Regions from separate parts of the Oryctolagus cuniculus genome. Here region 1 is linked to region 2. The links are chromatin contacts, called in public Micro-C maps. All regions are on one chromosome and are shown on one strand. Each heading gives the region's core, a stretch centred on a gene start, on an enhancer-like site or on the middle of the called end of the contact. The rest is flanking DNA. Distances are from core to core; before and after follow the strand shown.

Region 1 (7,378 bases), core at 3,060-5,559, 72 kb before region 2:
TTTTGAGGTACTTCCTAGCATCTCGCTAGAGTCACAGTGGTTGGGAAAAATGAGTCTGAGGAATAGGGACTGTCAGGGGGCCAGTGTTGTGGTGTAGTCGGTAAAGCCGCTGCCTGCCTGCAGTGCCGGCATCCCATATGGACGCTGGTTCAAGTCCTGGCTGCTCCGCTTCCAATCCAGCTCTCTGCTATGGCCTGGGAAAGTAGAAGATGGCCCAAGTCCTTGGGCTCCTGCACCCATGTGGGAGACCCGGAATAAGCTCCTGGAACCTGGCTTCGGATTGGTGCAGCTCTGGCCATTGAGACCATCTGGGGAGTGAACCATCACTCTCTCTCTGTCTCTACCTCTCTCTGTAACTCTGTCTTTCAAATAAATAAAAATAAATCTTTAAAAAAGTATATAATCCTTTGAAATCATTATTGTGTTTTTTAATAGTTTTATTCTTTCTTCTAGTTTATTTATTTATTTAAGATTTATTTATTTCAAAGGCAGAGTTACAGAGAGACAGAGGCAGATGAAGAGAGAGAGAGAGCCATCTTCCATCCACTGGTTCATTCCCCAGATGGCTGCAATGGCCAGAGCTGTGCCCATCTGAAGCCAGGAGCCAGGAGCTTCTTCTGGGTCTCCCACACATGTGCAGGGACCCAAGGACTTTCCCAGGCCACAGCAGCACTCTATCTTTCAAATAAATAAATAAATAAATCTAAAAACTCTTTTTTTGACAGGTAGAGTTATAGACAGAGAGAGAGAGAGAGAGAAAGGTCTTCCCTCTGTTGGTTCACCCCTCAAATGGCCACCATGGCCGGCGCATCACTGATCCAAAGCCAGGAGCCAGGTGCTTCTCCTGGTCTCCCATGCGGGTGCAGGAGCCCAAGCACTTGGGCCATCCTCCACTGCCCTCCCGGGCCACAGCAGAGAGCTGGATTGAAAGAGGAGCAACCGGGACTAGAACCTGCACCCATATGGGATGCTGGCGCCACAGGCAGAGGATTAGCCAAGTGAGCCATGGCACCGGCCCAAAACTTTTTTAAAGTTTTATTTTTATTTATTTGAAAGGCACTGGGTGGGTGGGTGGGGGGCTGGTGTTATGGCATAGTGGGTAAAGCCTCCCCCTGCGGTGCCAATATCCTATGGGGGCACCGGTTTATGTCCTGGCTTCTCCACTTCCAATCCAGCTGCCTGCTAATGGCCTGGGAAAAGCAGCTGAAGATAGCCCAGGTGTTTGGACCCCTGCCACCCAGGTGGGAGACCCAGAAGAAGCTCCTGGCTTCAGTTGTCTAGAGAGTAAAATAGTAGATGGAAGATCTCTCTGTAACTCTGATTTTGAAAGTAAATAAATAAATCATTTTTTAAAAGGCAGTGTGTCGGAAGGAGAAAGAAAAATATTTATCCCTTGGTTCACTTCCCAAATGGCCGCAGTGGTTGGAGCTGGGCCGGGCTACAGCCGGGAGCCAGGAACTGTATCCAGGTCTGCCATGTGAGTGCATGGACCCCAGCACTTGGCCCTCCTTCCACTGATTTCTGAGGCGCGTTAGCAGGAAGCTGGATAGAAGCTGAGCAGCCTGGACTCTTAGCACTCAGGAGTGGCATGCTGGCAACTTAGCTCACTGTGCCACAGTGCTGCCGGCTTCTTCTAATCTTGAAACGTGTTTTCCATTTATCCTCCCTCCAGAACCACCTCCCTCTGCCTTGAAATTCAGTGTGGGTTCCTGTGCCCCTCCTGTGGGGACTTTTCCCATGGAACGGTGTGTGTCTCCTTTAGCTGGTGAAGGAAATTATCCCGAGGCTAAGGATTATGGGATACAAGCACCGTGTCGTGTCAGAGGGGCATTTCCTTTCCAAGTTCGTTCAGTTAACTGACGTTCAGGTGCAGAAGGAGGATGTGGTTTGGGGTGAAGTGGCACCAGATGAACCAGCTCTAACAAAACCCAGAGTGGGAATAACGTCGTGATCAACAATTCAACACCAGCTCTAGGACATTTTTTGTTTTTTATTTGCAAGGCAGAGTTATAGAAAGAGAGAAGGAGAGACAGAGAGAAAGGTCTCCCACCCATTGGGCTCATTCCCCAAATGGCCACAACAGCCGGGGCTGGGCTGTTCGGAAGCCAGGAGCCAGGAGCTTCTGGATCTCCCACGTGGGTGGCAGGGGCCCAAGCCTCTACCACAACCCAGACACATTTGCAGGGAGCTGGATCAGAAGTGGAGCAGCCAGGACTAGAACTGGGCACTGCGGGTGGTGGCTTAACCTGCTACGCCACAACGCCGGGCCCCTCTGGGACATTTTTGAAAAAAAGCCAAATAAAAGTTGGGAGAAGAAGGTTGCTGTTTTCGCATGAACCCCATCTTTGGAAAGCTCACTGTTGTAGGACTCTGTCCTGAACGGAGCCTACCCATGGGGCATTCTGAAGAGGTACAGTGGAGCCAAAGCCCACTCTTTCTCTTTGATTCAAGTAAGACAGACCAGCCATACATAGGTTAGAAGAAACATGATGTGCTGCATTGGAAGCAAAATGAACGTGATCCATCTCCAGGCCATGCAGAGCTCACTGGAGCTCACTATATGCCAAATGTGTAGTGCACACCTGGACAAGCACACACCCGCTCCACAGGTCCCTGTCTTAGCTGAACATCGTCCGACTCTGAAAAACAGCCTCCTGCATGCGCACTGCGCTAGGTACTGCAGAAGATCCAAAGGCCAGCCGGCACTGCACATGTTAAGGCGCAATGGGTGTAAGACATGAGTGGGTATGCAAATCAGAGAGGGCAGGGTTGCTTGCAGCTGGAATGTGTGGCCAGGACAGTATTCCAAGTGGAGCTTGAAGAGTGGCTTGGATTTTAGGTGCACACTTCGGGCAGGCTGCTCTGCGTAGTGGTGGGGAGAAAGAATTGTGGTGCAGTGAGTGCCCCATTGAGGGACATACGGATCAGGGAATCGTATAGAAGTAGAAGGGGCTCACTCTGCAGTTAGACCCCCACGGGAGTTTTATTCTGGAGATAACGGGGAATCCCTCGGTGGATGCTTCTGTTTCCAGGTGCGAACTGATCAAAGGGCATTCTACTGATTAATAGGAAGTGACGCTGACTCCAAAGTCAATCTTAGATAAAAGCGATTGCTTAGCAAGAGTAGGACGTCCGGCTGCGAGGCCCTTGAGTTCTAAGACGCTGTCCTCTCCTGCAGAGCCCATGACAACTACTTGAGGCCGGGTCGGCTGTCCAGGGCTTCGCGGAAGGGCGGAGCCGGGCAGAGCCGAGCCCGAGACACACGTGCGCCGGCCAGCGCCCAGAGCCGAGGCCGGGCGCAGCGAGTCGGGGCGGGGCGCGGGGCCCCTCTGGAAGGGAAGTTCCTATTTTCGAAGTTCTCCCAGCGGAACTTTTAGAGAAGTGGAAGTGCCTGGAGCTGCCTTCTGTCCCCCGCGCTGCCGCGGGCTCGCAGCTTTGGGGGCGGGCCCGCCGGACCTGCGGTGCGGTGCCGAGCCGGGAGCGAGTCCCAGAAAGGGAACCAGTCTCTGCGGAGCAGAGGGGGCGAGAACCGAAAAAGGGAACTCTGCTTGCACGAGGTCAGAGGGCCTGAGTGTCGCAAGCCTCTCTGGGGCCTAGGGACGGCATCCAGCAGCCCGCAGCGCGCGTGTTCCTCGTCGTTTTCCTTTTTAAAAGTTTTATTCACTTATTTGAAAGGTAGAGCTGGAGAGAGCCAGAAGCTTCATCCAGGTCTCCCACGTGGGTGGCACCTGAGCCATCTGCCGCTGCTCTCCCAGGAGCATTAGCAGGGAGCTGGATCGGAAGTGGAGCAACCAGGACTTGAACTGGGGCCCATGTGGGATGCAGCCGCCACAGCGCGCGCCCCCCAGTCGCTTCTTAGTGAAGATTCTTAAATACCAGTGGGTGGGGAAACCACCCCCACCATTTTCCCACCATCTGAAGAAGCCAATAACTCTAGGCCCAACTTCCTCATCGTGCAGGCGTAGGGAGAAGGCCTCATGTGAAGAGATTTTCCGTGGTCACCTGCCCTAATTCAGACACGCCGGGGACCCACGGCCGGAGCGCCCACCACCTCCAGCCCATCCTGGGCACCGAGGGCTCGGCCCCTGGCCTAGTGCGCAGACTCCGCGCTGTCCCTCCCTCCCTCCCTCCCGGCCGCCGTTCCCCGCTTGTCCAGCAGAGGGCGCAGGCGCCAAGGCTCGGCTGGCCCCGCCCCGGCCCGCCCCCCGGGGGTAGAGTCGGTGGCGCGGGGGCGGGGGGCGCCGGCCGCGGAAACTTGGCCGCGGTTTTCCCGGCGCTGCGGGCACGCCGGCGGCTCGTGCGCGGGGTCGCTGCCGGGCCCTGAGCGGCCGCCCGCTTCCGCGAGCTCGCTGCTCGGCCGCCGGCGCGCACCCGCTCTCGGGCTCGCGCTCTCGGAAGGGGCGCGCCCCGCGCTCTCCCGGCGCCGCCCACTCCCCTCCCGGCGGCCGCTCCTCCCTCGGCCCGGAGAGCCGGCGGCGGCGGCGGCGGCCGGGAGAGGCCCCTCCTTCACGCCCTCCTTCTCTCCCTCGCTCGCAGCCGAGCGGAGCCGGCTGGGCCCGGGAGCGTCCCCGAGCCATGGCCGGCAACGTGAAAAAGAGCTCTGGGGCCGGGGGCGGCGGCGGCTCCGGGGGCTCGGGCTCGGGCGGCCTGATCGGGCTCATGAAAGACGCCTTCCAGCCGCACCACCACCACCACCACCACCTCAGCCCCCATCCGCCGGGCGCCGTGGACAAGAAGATGGTGGAGAAGTGCTGGAAGCTCATGGACAAGGTGAAGGCCCGCGGCGGACCGCGGCGCGGGGTGGGCGTGGGCGGAGGGGCCGCGGGCGGCGAGGGCGGACGGAGGAAGCGGGGGGAGGGGCCGGCCGGGCGAGGCCGGGGCGCCGTGGGGCCGCGGGCCGGGGGCCGGGAGACAAAGCCGGGGCGGGGGCTGCGTGGACGGTGGAGCCGCGAGCCCCCGGGGCGGAAGTGCCGCGGGGGTGCGGGGATGTGGGTCACGGAGCGGGCCCCGGGAGACGGGCGGGAGGGGGCGCGGAAGTGTGGGATGAGTGGCCTGAGGAGTCGGGGTGCGGTGCTGCGCGATGGCCTGGGGAAGCGGGGTGCGGTGTGTTCTCATTCAGATGTTAGCGCCGAGGTGGGAGAAACGGGATCTTCCAGTGGGCCCGGCTCAGGTGTCTGTCAGCCTCCGGGACTCGCGGATTTCACCGCGACTGAGGGGAGAAGCCCCCTCCGCCGGGCGCGGGGTCCGGCGGGGCCGTCCGCGGGCCGCTGCTGTCGGTGGCGGGCCTGCAGGACCTGACTTGGACGCCTGGCGTTTGAACCGCTTTGCTTATCCGCTTCATTTTTTTTTTTTTTTTTTTTTTTTTTGGAAAAAACAGAAGCAAACGGAACCCCTTGATATTTAGCCGCTGCCAGTGTGTCGTGAGACTTTGACTTCCTTATCGAGGTGCCTGAGAACGCAAGCCGGCGTGGGTGCTGGCGCTGGGAGGCGTGCGGGCGTCCGCGCAGGGCTTCGCTCTCGGTCGTGCGCCGGGGTAACTTACTTTGGCAGGGTGCGTGCTGCAGAGGGCCGGCGTCTGGAGGGAGCTGGCATGGTGTTAGTTCCTCTGGGGTGCGCTTCGTTTTCTTTGGTTCCTCTCTGGGCCTAGGTTCCTCTTCTGTAAAGTTCTTCATAGGTTGTTTTGGACTGGAAACAGCTAATAAAAAGGTTATGAAGCCCTTGGCAGATGTAAATGTGCTATATAAATGCTTACTGAGTCCCGTAGTGCATACCAGTGGTTTCAGAGCCACTTCTTCAGGGCTGGTATCTCCCAGGCCAGAGGATTCTGTGTAATGTAACAAGTGTTTCTATGTTGACTATCAGTGGTGTAATAGTGATTTCATTATTAGAACTTGTCATAAAACCATGACAGAAGGTTGGGTGTGCTGACATCTTTTAAAAAGTGTGTCGAATCTATTCAGAATCTGCAGTTTGAAGGTTTGCGTTTTACAGATTGACCATTAAGCACTCAAAAGATTCTTGTGGTGTAGAAAAAATGAGCATTTTTAAGTAGTTTCTCACAGAAGATGGTGGTGCGGTAGATCAGAATTTTATTGATTCGTGCCTTCTCCTTAAAAGTAATACATTTTTTTAAATTAAACTTGTGTGTTTCTGTAAATAAAGGATGTATTACAGAGAAGATAGTTCAAATAAAATTCTCCCCTAAGTTACTCTCTCATCTCTTTAAAGGTGATGCATTTTGATTCCCGCAGAATGTTTAATTATTTGGAAAGGATAAAGACTCAAAGTTTTGAGGCAAAACTACTTTTTAGGTTTTGATAGTTTTGGCCGGCACCGCAGCTCAATAGGCTAATCCTCCGCCTTGCAGCGCCGGCACACCGGGTTCTAGTCCCGGTCGGGGCACCGGATTCTGTCCCGGTTGCCCCTCTTCCAGGCCGGCTCTCTGCTGTGGCCCAGGAGTGCAGTGGAGGATGGCCCAAGTACTTGGGCCCTGCACCCCGTGGGAGACCAGGAGAAGCACCTGGCTCCGGGCTTCAGATCGGTGCAGTGCGCCAGCCGCAGCGGCCATTGGAGGGTGAACCAACGGCAAAAGGAAGACCTTTCTCTCTGTCTCTCTCTCACTGTCCACTCTGCCTGTCAAAAAAAAAAAAAAAAAAAAGAGAGGTTTTGATAGTTTTAGAAGGGGTTCTAACTTTTTCTTTTTAGTGTAGGGAGAGATACGTTTTGTTTTCTTTTTAAGATTTATGTATTTGGACCAGCACCGCGGCTCACTAGGCTAATCCTCCGCCTGCGGCACTGGCACCCCGGGTTCTAGTCCCAGACAGGGCGCCGGATTCTGTCCCGGTTGCTCCTCTTTGTTGCCCCTCTTCCAGTCCAGCTCTCTGCTGTGGCCCGGGAGTGCAGTGGAGGATGGCCCAAGTGCTTGGGCCCCTGCACCTGCATGGGAGAAGCACCTGGCTCCTGGCTTAGGATCAGTGGGGCGCGCCGGCCGTAGCGGCCATTTGGGGGATGAACCAATGGAAGGAAGACCTTTCTTTTTTCTTTCTTTCTTTCTTTTTTTTTTTTTTGAGAGGCAGAGTGGACAGTGAGAGAGAGAGAGACAGAGAGAAAGGTCTTCCTTTTCCGTTGGTTCACCCCCCAATGGCTGCTGTGGCCGGCGCAGCGCGCTGATCCGAAGCCAGGAGCCAGGCACCTCTCCTGGTCTCCCTTGCAGGTGCAGGGCCCAAGCACTTGGGCCATCCTCTGCTGCACTCCTGGGCCACAGCAGAGAGCTGGACTGGAAGAGGAGCAACTGGGACAGAATCTGGCGCCCTGATGGGGACTAGAACCTGGGATGCCGGCGCCGTAGGCGGAGGATTAGCCTATTGAGCTGTGGCGC
Region 2 (7,966 bases), core at 4,489-6,988:
CCTAGGAAGGCAGCGGAAAATGGCCCAAGTGCTTGGTCCACTGCCACCCACTTGGGAGACCCAGATGGACTTCCAGGCTCCTGATTTTGGCCCAGCGCAGCCCTGATTGTTGCAGGCATATGGGGAGTGAACCAGTCGGTGGACTGTGTCTCTTCCCCTTTTCTCTGTCACACTGCCTTTTGAATAACTAAATCTCTTATAAAAATATTTCAGATCTTGTGGCCATTCATTGATTAAAAGGAATCAGTAAACTATGGCCCAACTGTTTTGATGGAACCCTCAAGCCAAGATAATTGTTTCTTTTTAAAGTGTTTAAAAACCAACAACCAAAGAAGACTGTGATAGCAACCTACAGATATGAGGGCCCAAACCATTCCCTCCTGGATCCAGCCCTTTATAGAGGCATCTTGCCAGCCCCTTGATCAAAAGACAGAGCCTCTTGCATTGTGCCCTGGCAAGGGAGTATCCGTGTTTGGAGAATGGGAGAACGTCTTCCTGGAACTGTTCTGTTTTTTTTTTTTTTTTTTTTCTATATTAATAAGATTTTTCTTCACACTTACATAAAGTTGCCCTTTTAAAATGGGAGATTCCTAGATATCATTTGTCTCAATTTGCAAGTATTAATAAATTGGCTTCAGTAAACCTCCAGGGTTGGTTACTCTTTTTACAGCTATTTATTTCCTGATGGACGAAATCAAAACCCTGACTTAACAGGCTTATGTGAACCAACTCCCCAGGACCACATCAAGGTGACCCAGGTAATTCGTGTTCTACAGTATAGCCATGAAGCCTTTGTATAGAAGTTAGAGAACAACAGTATCATCGAATTAATGGAAGAGAAGACTGTCATTTGAAACGGATGACAGGATTAGTAGATTTGTGTGTGTGGTTTAGCTCAAAGTAGAACTGAACTAGATGCTTTCTGTTTCATGGAAAGGCATAACTGTCTTCGCCTTTCCTGTTAGCGTTTGTAATTGCAGTCATTCATTCAACAGATAACTCTTAATCCCTTTTAATCAAAGGAACAATACGAATTATACTGTGAGATGGGCTCCACGTTCCAGCTGTGCAAAATCTGTGCCGAGAACGACAAGGACGTGAAGATCGAGCCCTGTGGGCACCTCATGTGCACATCCTGTCTGACCTCCTGGCAGGTATGGCTCCACCCATGCATTTTCTCAGTCATGTAATCTCTCCCAAGAATTGCATGTTACATACCCTTTTCAGATGCAAAGAGCCTGGTCTGTAGGTAAGTTTAAATGTTTAATTTCTATTTTACTTCTGAAAACGTATTTCCGAATGGACAGGTATCCTAAGTGCTTCCGGGTGGATTTGTTACCAGGGTCTGCTTCCTTTGCAGGAATCCGAAGGTCAGGGCTGCCCTTTCTGCAGATGTGAGATTAAAGGTACTGAGCCCATTGTGGTGGATCCGTTTGACCCTAGAGGAAGTGGCAGCCTGTTGAGGCAAGGAGCAGAAGGAGCTCCCTCCCCGAACTATGACGACGATGACGATGAACGAGCTGATGATTCCCTCTTCATGATGAAGGAATTGGCTGGTGCCAAGGTAAGACTGCAATTTAAGAGACTGGCAAAATCCTGTCTGAGTTGTGTTCTAAAGCCATAGACTCTTGATGATATCCAAGTAAAAGGGCAATAATAGCTGGCTTTTCAAAAATCATTTTTTTTTAATTTGAAAGGCAGAGTGATGGTGAGGGAGAGGGAAAGAGAGAAAGAGTGCTTCCATTTGCTGGTTCACTCCCCCAATTTTTTTTTTTTTTTTTTTTTTTTGGCGTCTCAACCGCGCAGGAGGGCGGGGGCGCAGAGGGGCAGAGCGGGGCGCGGGCAGGGGCGGCGGGGCCGGGCGGGGGCCCGAGCAGGGCTCAGGCGAAGTAGTTGATGTAGATCCTGTCGGGGCTGACGCGCAGGCGCTCGGACAGCAGGCCGCACAGCAGCTTGCTGTAGGTGCGGTTCTGCGCGCCGCCGATCTTGCCGATCGCTCGAGCCGCCGAACGCCATGATCTGGTCCGGGACCACGTGCACCGCGATGTACTGGGCCGGCTTGCCCGTGGCCTGCGCCAGCTGCTGGGTGAGCTCCGAGAGGAGCCCGTCTGGCACGGAGGCGCGGGGCACGTTGGTGTTCACGAGGAACATCGAACATCGGCATGGTGGCTCTCGGACGGCGGCCCTGGAGCAGTGCCTCACTCCCCAAATCTTTCAACAGCCAGAGCTGGGCCAGGTCAAGGCCAAGAGCCCAGAACTCCATCCAGGTCTCCCACATAGGTGGCAGGGACCCGGGGATTTGAGTTGTCTTTCACTGCTTCCTCAGACACATTAGCAGGGAGCTGGATCAGAAACAGAGCAGCCAGGACTTGAAGTGTGGTGTTCTGATAGGGGATGCCAGCATCACAAGCAATGCTTGTGTGACACAGCATCAGCGCCACAATGCACTTACTTTAATTCATAGTCCTTACAATAAGGCTTTGAGTCGATACCATTATTATCTTCATATTAACAGATGAAGAAGGGGCCGGTGCTGTGGCGTAGTGGGTTAAAGCCATGACCTGCTGGTTTGAGTCCCAGCTGCTCTGCTTCCGATCCAGCTCTCTGCTATGGCCTGGGAAAGCAGTAGAAGATGGCCCAAGTGCTTGGGCCCTTGTACCTGTGTGGGAGACCCAGAAGAAGCTCCTGGCTTCGGATCAGCTCAGCTCTGGCCATTGAATTCATCTGAGGAGTGAACCAGCGGGTGGAAGACCCTCCCCCCCTCTGGCTCTACCTTTCTCTCTAACTCTGACTTTCAAATAAATAAACAATAAAAATCTTAAAAAAAAAAAAAACAAAAACAAAAAAACAAAAAACAAAAAACAGATGAAGAAACCAAGGCACAGAGAGGTTAAGGAATGTGCTGAAGATCACACAGTGAGTGAGTTGAATCTGGGTCTATGGCCAGGCATTCCAGCTGTGAGGCCCACATTCTTACTGTGTACCTCAGAATGGGGCTTCTGCTCATAGAGCTTCATGCAGAAAATGGCGCAGTTAAAGAATTAGCCCTTATTTTACCTCTGTGATTAGGATATGTTGTTCTTTTTTTCTAATGGAGTCTCAGCATTAGAAAATTAGTTAAAAAAAAAAAAAAGAAGGCACTACCAATCAAACAAATGGCATCTGAGTGCTTGGAGACTGGTGGGAAGTACTGTACCACGCAGAGGCTTCGTGACCAGGAAAGGCCCCAGGGAAGGCAGGGACGGGATGTGAGGAAGTTAGGTTATATCGCGTGGTGGGATAACTGGGAATTGATCCATGAGTCTTTGAAGTCGGGCAGTCCTTGAAGATTGTGCTAAATGTGGGGCAAACCAGATTCTCTAGTTTAGGATGTTATCAATTCTTGGCCTGCATTTCCTTGATACAAAAGAAACTTTGCTTTATATCAGCATCTAACTGGGTAGCATATAATAGGTGATCAGTAAGCATGTTAAAAATTGTTTATAGTTTTATTTATTTATTTGAAAGAGAATGACTAGAGAATCTCTGATCTGCTGGTTCACTTCCCAAAAGCCCCCAACAGCTGTAGCTGGGTCAGGCTGAAGCTAGGAGCCAGGAACTCCGTCTGGGTTTCCCACATGGGTTGCAGGGACCCAAGTACTTGGGCCATCATGCTGCCTCCCCAGTGCATCAGAAGGGAGCTGGATCAGAAGCAGAGGCGGGACTTGATCCTAAGCGTTCTGATAATGAGATGCGGGTGTGCCAAGTGTGAACTGCTGTGCTGAGAGACCCACCTGAGAGAATGCTTTATCTCTTCAGTGGCTGGATCCAGTTCGTGTTGCCTTGTCTCAGGTGCTCCTGCTTCTCGAGTCGTGGGCTGCTCCATGGATCTGAACCTCTCGCTCCTTTGCCTCACACACATTGACGGCTTTTCAGTCCAATCCACCCTCTTTTCCAGGTCCAGGCACTTTGCCTGAAACTCTTCCACTTTGTGTTTTGTGGTCTGGCCAGGCTAATCCACTTAAAATCTCTCCCCTTTTTCTCTTGGTGGTTTCTGTGTAATTTAGCTTCGTTTCCTAGGAAACCTTGCCCGGCTGTACCCTGCAGCCCTATCCCCATTTTACACACACATCTACGCAGAAGCTAGGCCCAGCCCGATGTTTCTGGGGCCTTGTGAATCTGTCATAGAACTTAGCACCTTGGAACATTTTATTAAAAGTATTCTCATCGTGGGGCTGGCGCTGTGGTAAAGTGGGTTAACGCCCTGGCCTGAAGCACTGGCATCCCATATGGGCCACTGTTCTAGTCCCGGCTGCTCCACTTCTGATCCAGCTCTCTACTGTGGCCTGGGATAGCAGTGGAAGATGGCCCAAGTTCTTGGGCCCCTGAACTCACATGGGAGACCCAGAAGAGGCTCCTGGCCCTGGCTTTGGATCGGCGCAGCTCCAGCCGTTGTGGCCATCTGGGGAGTGAACCAACAGAAGGAAGACTTCTCTCTCTGTCTCTCTCTCTCTCTCTCTCTGTAACTCTTTCAAATAAATAAAATAAATCTTTAAAAAAAAGTATTCTCATTGTAAGTTCCTAGATTTATCAGTAATGAGTAGTTGAGGAAATGTGGCCTGTTTGAACAGTACGTTTTTTTTTTTTAAACTATGTATTTATTTATTTATTGACAGGCAGAATTAGTGAGAGAGAGACAGAGTGAAAGGTCTTCCTTTCCATTGGTTCACCCCCCAAATGGTCGCCACGGCCAGTGTGCTGCACCAATTCGAAGCCAGGAGCCAGGTGCTTCTCCTGGTCTCCCATGGGGTGCAGGGCCCAAGCACTTGGGCCATCCTCCACTGCACTCCCGGGCCACAGCAGAGAGCTGGCCTGGAAGAGGGGCAACCGGGACTAGAACCTGGGGTGCCGGCGCCGCAGGCGGAGGATTAGCCAAGTGAGCCGCGGCACTGGCCACGATATGTTCTTTGTATTTGGAGTTGACAGTTGTTTGTCTTGGCCCCTCATAGCAGGTTCTTTGTCAGTATTTAAAAGGTTCATTTGACCACTAAAGCAGTTTTATGTTCTTAGGTAGATGCTGTCTTCAGTTGTTAAAAGTTTACTGGTAACTCTTGGAATATTAGGGAAGCTAAGCAGTAAGATAAAGAAGTCATGATGATTTATACTTGTGTTTATTTGAAATTTAAAGACCTTTTTTATGATATTTTAAAAGACTTATTTATCTGAAAGTTGGAGTTACACAGAGAAAGGAAGAGACAGAGAGAGAGAGAAAATGAGAATCTTCCATCTGCCGGTTCACTCCCCAGATGGCTGCAACAGCTGGATCTGGGCTGGACCAAAGCCAGGAACCTGGAGCTTCTTCTGGGTCTCCTACTTGGGTGCAGGGGTCCAAGCACTTGGGCCATCTTCTGCTGCTTTTCCAGGCCACAGCAGGAATCTGGATCGGAAGTGGAGCAGCTGGTACTTGAACTGGCGCCCATTTGGGATGCTGGTGTTGCAGGTGGCGGCTTTACCCACTACACCACAGTGCTGGCGCTTTCATATTTTTATAGTCAGGCAGTACAGTGAGCCTTTTTCAGTTTTGGTCTGGGTACAAGTTACATATTTTGGGGTGAGTAACCTCCATGTTTAGTTTGAAGTAGCAATATGATTAGCTAACCCTCTGCACATAAGAGAGAGACAGAGACAGATGGTGAGCAGAGAACCTTCTTGAACAAACGCAGGGAGGTCAGAGCAGCAGTGGCACCTGTTGGGGACTGTGGACATCCTATTGGTGGTGGAGGCCAGACTGAGAGATCTGGAAAAGCCAGCCCCGAGAGAGAGGTCTGATGGGATAAGAACCTGGGAATGGCTGATGGGTTTTGAGTTAGCGACTGTTGAGGAATGGCAGAGCTGATTGTGGTAAGAGAATTTTGTGAGAAGAGACGGTTGAGAGGGTCAGTGATGAGGTGTTTGTGCTGAGTGGGAGTTAGCTTCACTGCTCGTCTGACTCTTAGTCCTTGGCGTGTGCTGCTTGGTGTTGACTCTTACTGCTTTGTGCTCTGCCGTGACGCCGTGTTTCTTACACACGAGTGGAAGCTAGTAGCTGGTGATGAAGGCCTTCTTTTCTCCCGCTGGCCAGCCAGCACTGACAGGACGCAGGAGGGGGTCGTGGTTTTCCTGTCGCCTTGCAGTAGTGTCTATAATGCGTGTTTGCTGCTGCCCGTCAGCGCGGCTTCCTGTTAGGGAACTGCACGTGCAACATAGCATTCCAGAGAAGTCCCAGCCCTCCTCTGGACAGCTTCCTTCCTTCCGCCAGCTTACCACTGTTCCTTGCCCTGGTCCAGGCAGGCACTGCAAAAAGCTGCACGTGCATTGTTTTCCTAGGTTGGCACCTCACTTTTTAGAACATAAATTGACAGAAAATAGTAACCCATTCTAGTTACCAAGTTGAAATAATTTATGTCTGGGGAGTACTCAGGATGGATGTTGGTGATATTGTGGATCGTTTTCTCTTAGAAATCTCTGTCTTTTTCTTTTCATCAGAATAAGCCACAGAAAAGTTACTGTCTCTGCTTGCTTATTCTTCCCCCTGAACATTTCCCCACGTGGTTTGTTCAGGGACTGGTGCCCGTCCCATTCTTTTTATATAGGTTCTGTTTCTGATCCTGCAAAGATTTTTTTTTCTTCATCCAAAGAAAGTAGTAGAAAACTGTGATACTGCTGAAAACTGTAAGTGAGGGAACTTTGTCAGCACTGCCGTTTCCAGATGGATTTGCCTGTAGTTTGCCACCTACATGGTATTTCTGTGATTGAGAGTGCCCTCTTATGGTGACAGAAAATAGTGCAGTAAGGGCTAGAATCTGTACGTTTCTGAGTTTTTAAAAAACGAGGGGTTTGTGTGACCCAGGCCTGTCTGGCCTATTGGTAGTCACAGTCCGTGTTCACATCTGCAGCCTTGGCAGGAGTTGACTGATGCCAGTTCCCCCAGCCAGAGCAACCTGGTTATACAGTTTATTTGTTGTAGGTGGAGCGACCTCCGTCTCCGTTCTCCATGGCCCCACAAGCTTCCCTTCCCCCAGTGCCACCACGACTTGACCTTTTGCATCCTCGAGTGTCTATTCCTCCAAGTGCTTCTGGCCTTGGCACTGCTTCGAAGGTAAAGCATTACCCATCTCTGCAGTCTGCCGAGTCCTCGCCGTGCATTAGTGGGCTTCATTGATTTCCTCCCGTTGTGCTTCCACAGGCTGCCTCTGGCTCGTTGCACAAGGACAAACCGCTGCCAATACCTCCCACACTGCGAGATCTTCCGCCACCACCGCCTCCAGACCGGCCCTATTCTGTTGGAGCAGAAACCCGACCTCAGAGACGCCCCCTGCCCTGTACACCAGGCGATTGTCCGTCCAGGGACAAGCTGCCCCCTGTCCCCTCTAGCCGCCTTGGGGACTCATGGCTGCCCCGGCCAATCCCCAAAGTACCGGTAGCTGCCCCAAGCCCCAGTGACCCCTGGACAGGAAGAGAATTAACCAACCGGCACTCACTCCCATTTTCCTTGCCCTCACAAACGGAGCCCAGGGCAGAGGTTCCCAGGCTTGGAAGTACATTCAGTCTGGATATTTCCATGGTGAGTCTTAAGTTTGAAATTATTTAGCCTGTTACTGAATATTTATGGGTGATATCTTAGGGATCAGAGTTTTATATGATAGGTTTTGCATAGAATCCAGAGATAACATGAGGGCACTTCAGGAAGTTTGTGCAAAATGAAACTAAAAAATCTTTTTTTGGTGCAGAAAAAATTGAGGCATTCACATGTAGTTTTTTCTAACGCACGTTTTCCCTAAGCCTTCCGAAGACTCCTCCTAGAGCATAATCCCCGTCCTCCAAAAGCGTGAGTGTGAGTAGAGCGAGTGGGGGCCAGCTTGTGGGTGTCTTCCTGTGGTTGCTGTGGCACTAGAAAACACGCAGTTTAGAAAAGGAGACATGACCTCCAGCCAGAGCCACCGTGAGG

The links. Hi-C and Micro-C count contacts between places; a contact is called where the count stands out from the background.
Region 1: a contact with region 2 is called in a Micro-C map of ear pinna, with 9 times the contacts expected there. The contact joins the promoter of CBL here to the enhancer-like site in region 2. A contact is called at or near these places in 2 of 6 Hi-C or Micro-C datasets (ear pinna and an unstated tissue).

What each region holds. Positions count from the first base shown.
Region 1 is chr1:111,105,391-111,112,768 of mOryCun1.1, reverse strand. It overlaps CBL (Cbl proto-oncogene), which reads left to right and starts at 4,309. Exons shown (of 16, transcript XM_051837710.2): 1 at 4,309-4,770. The coding sequence starts at 4,576.
Region 2 is chr1:111,033,908-111,041,873 of mOryCun1.1, reverse strand. CBL (Cbl proto-oncogene) reads left to right here. Exons shown (of 16, transcript XM_051837710.2): 7 at 671-758; 8 at 1,023-1,154; 9 at 1,361-1,564; 10 at 6,986-7,117; 11 at 7,205-7,582. It also overlaps the pseudogene LOC138847650. Among named protein-coding and RNA genes, the nearest start is that of MCAM, 29 kb to the right of the region's middle. Within about 2 kb of position 5,738, at least 2 of the 8 cell types and tissues checked have an H3K27ac peak or open chromatin away from gene starts, as enhancers often do.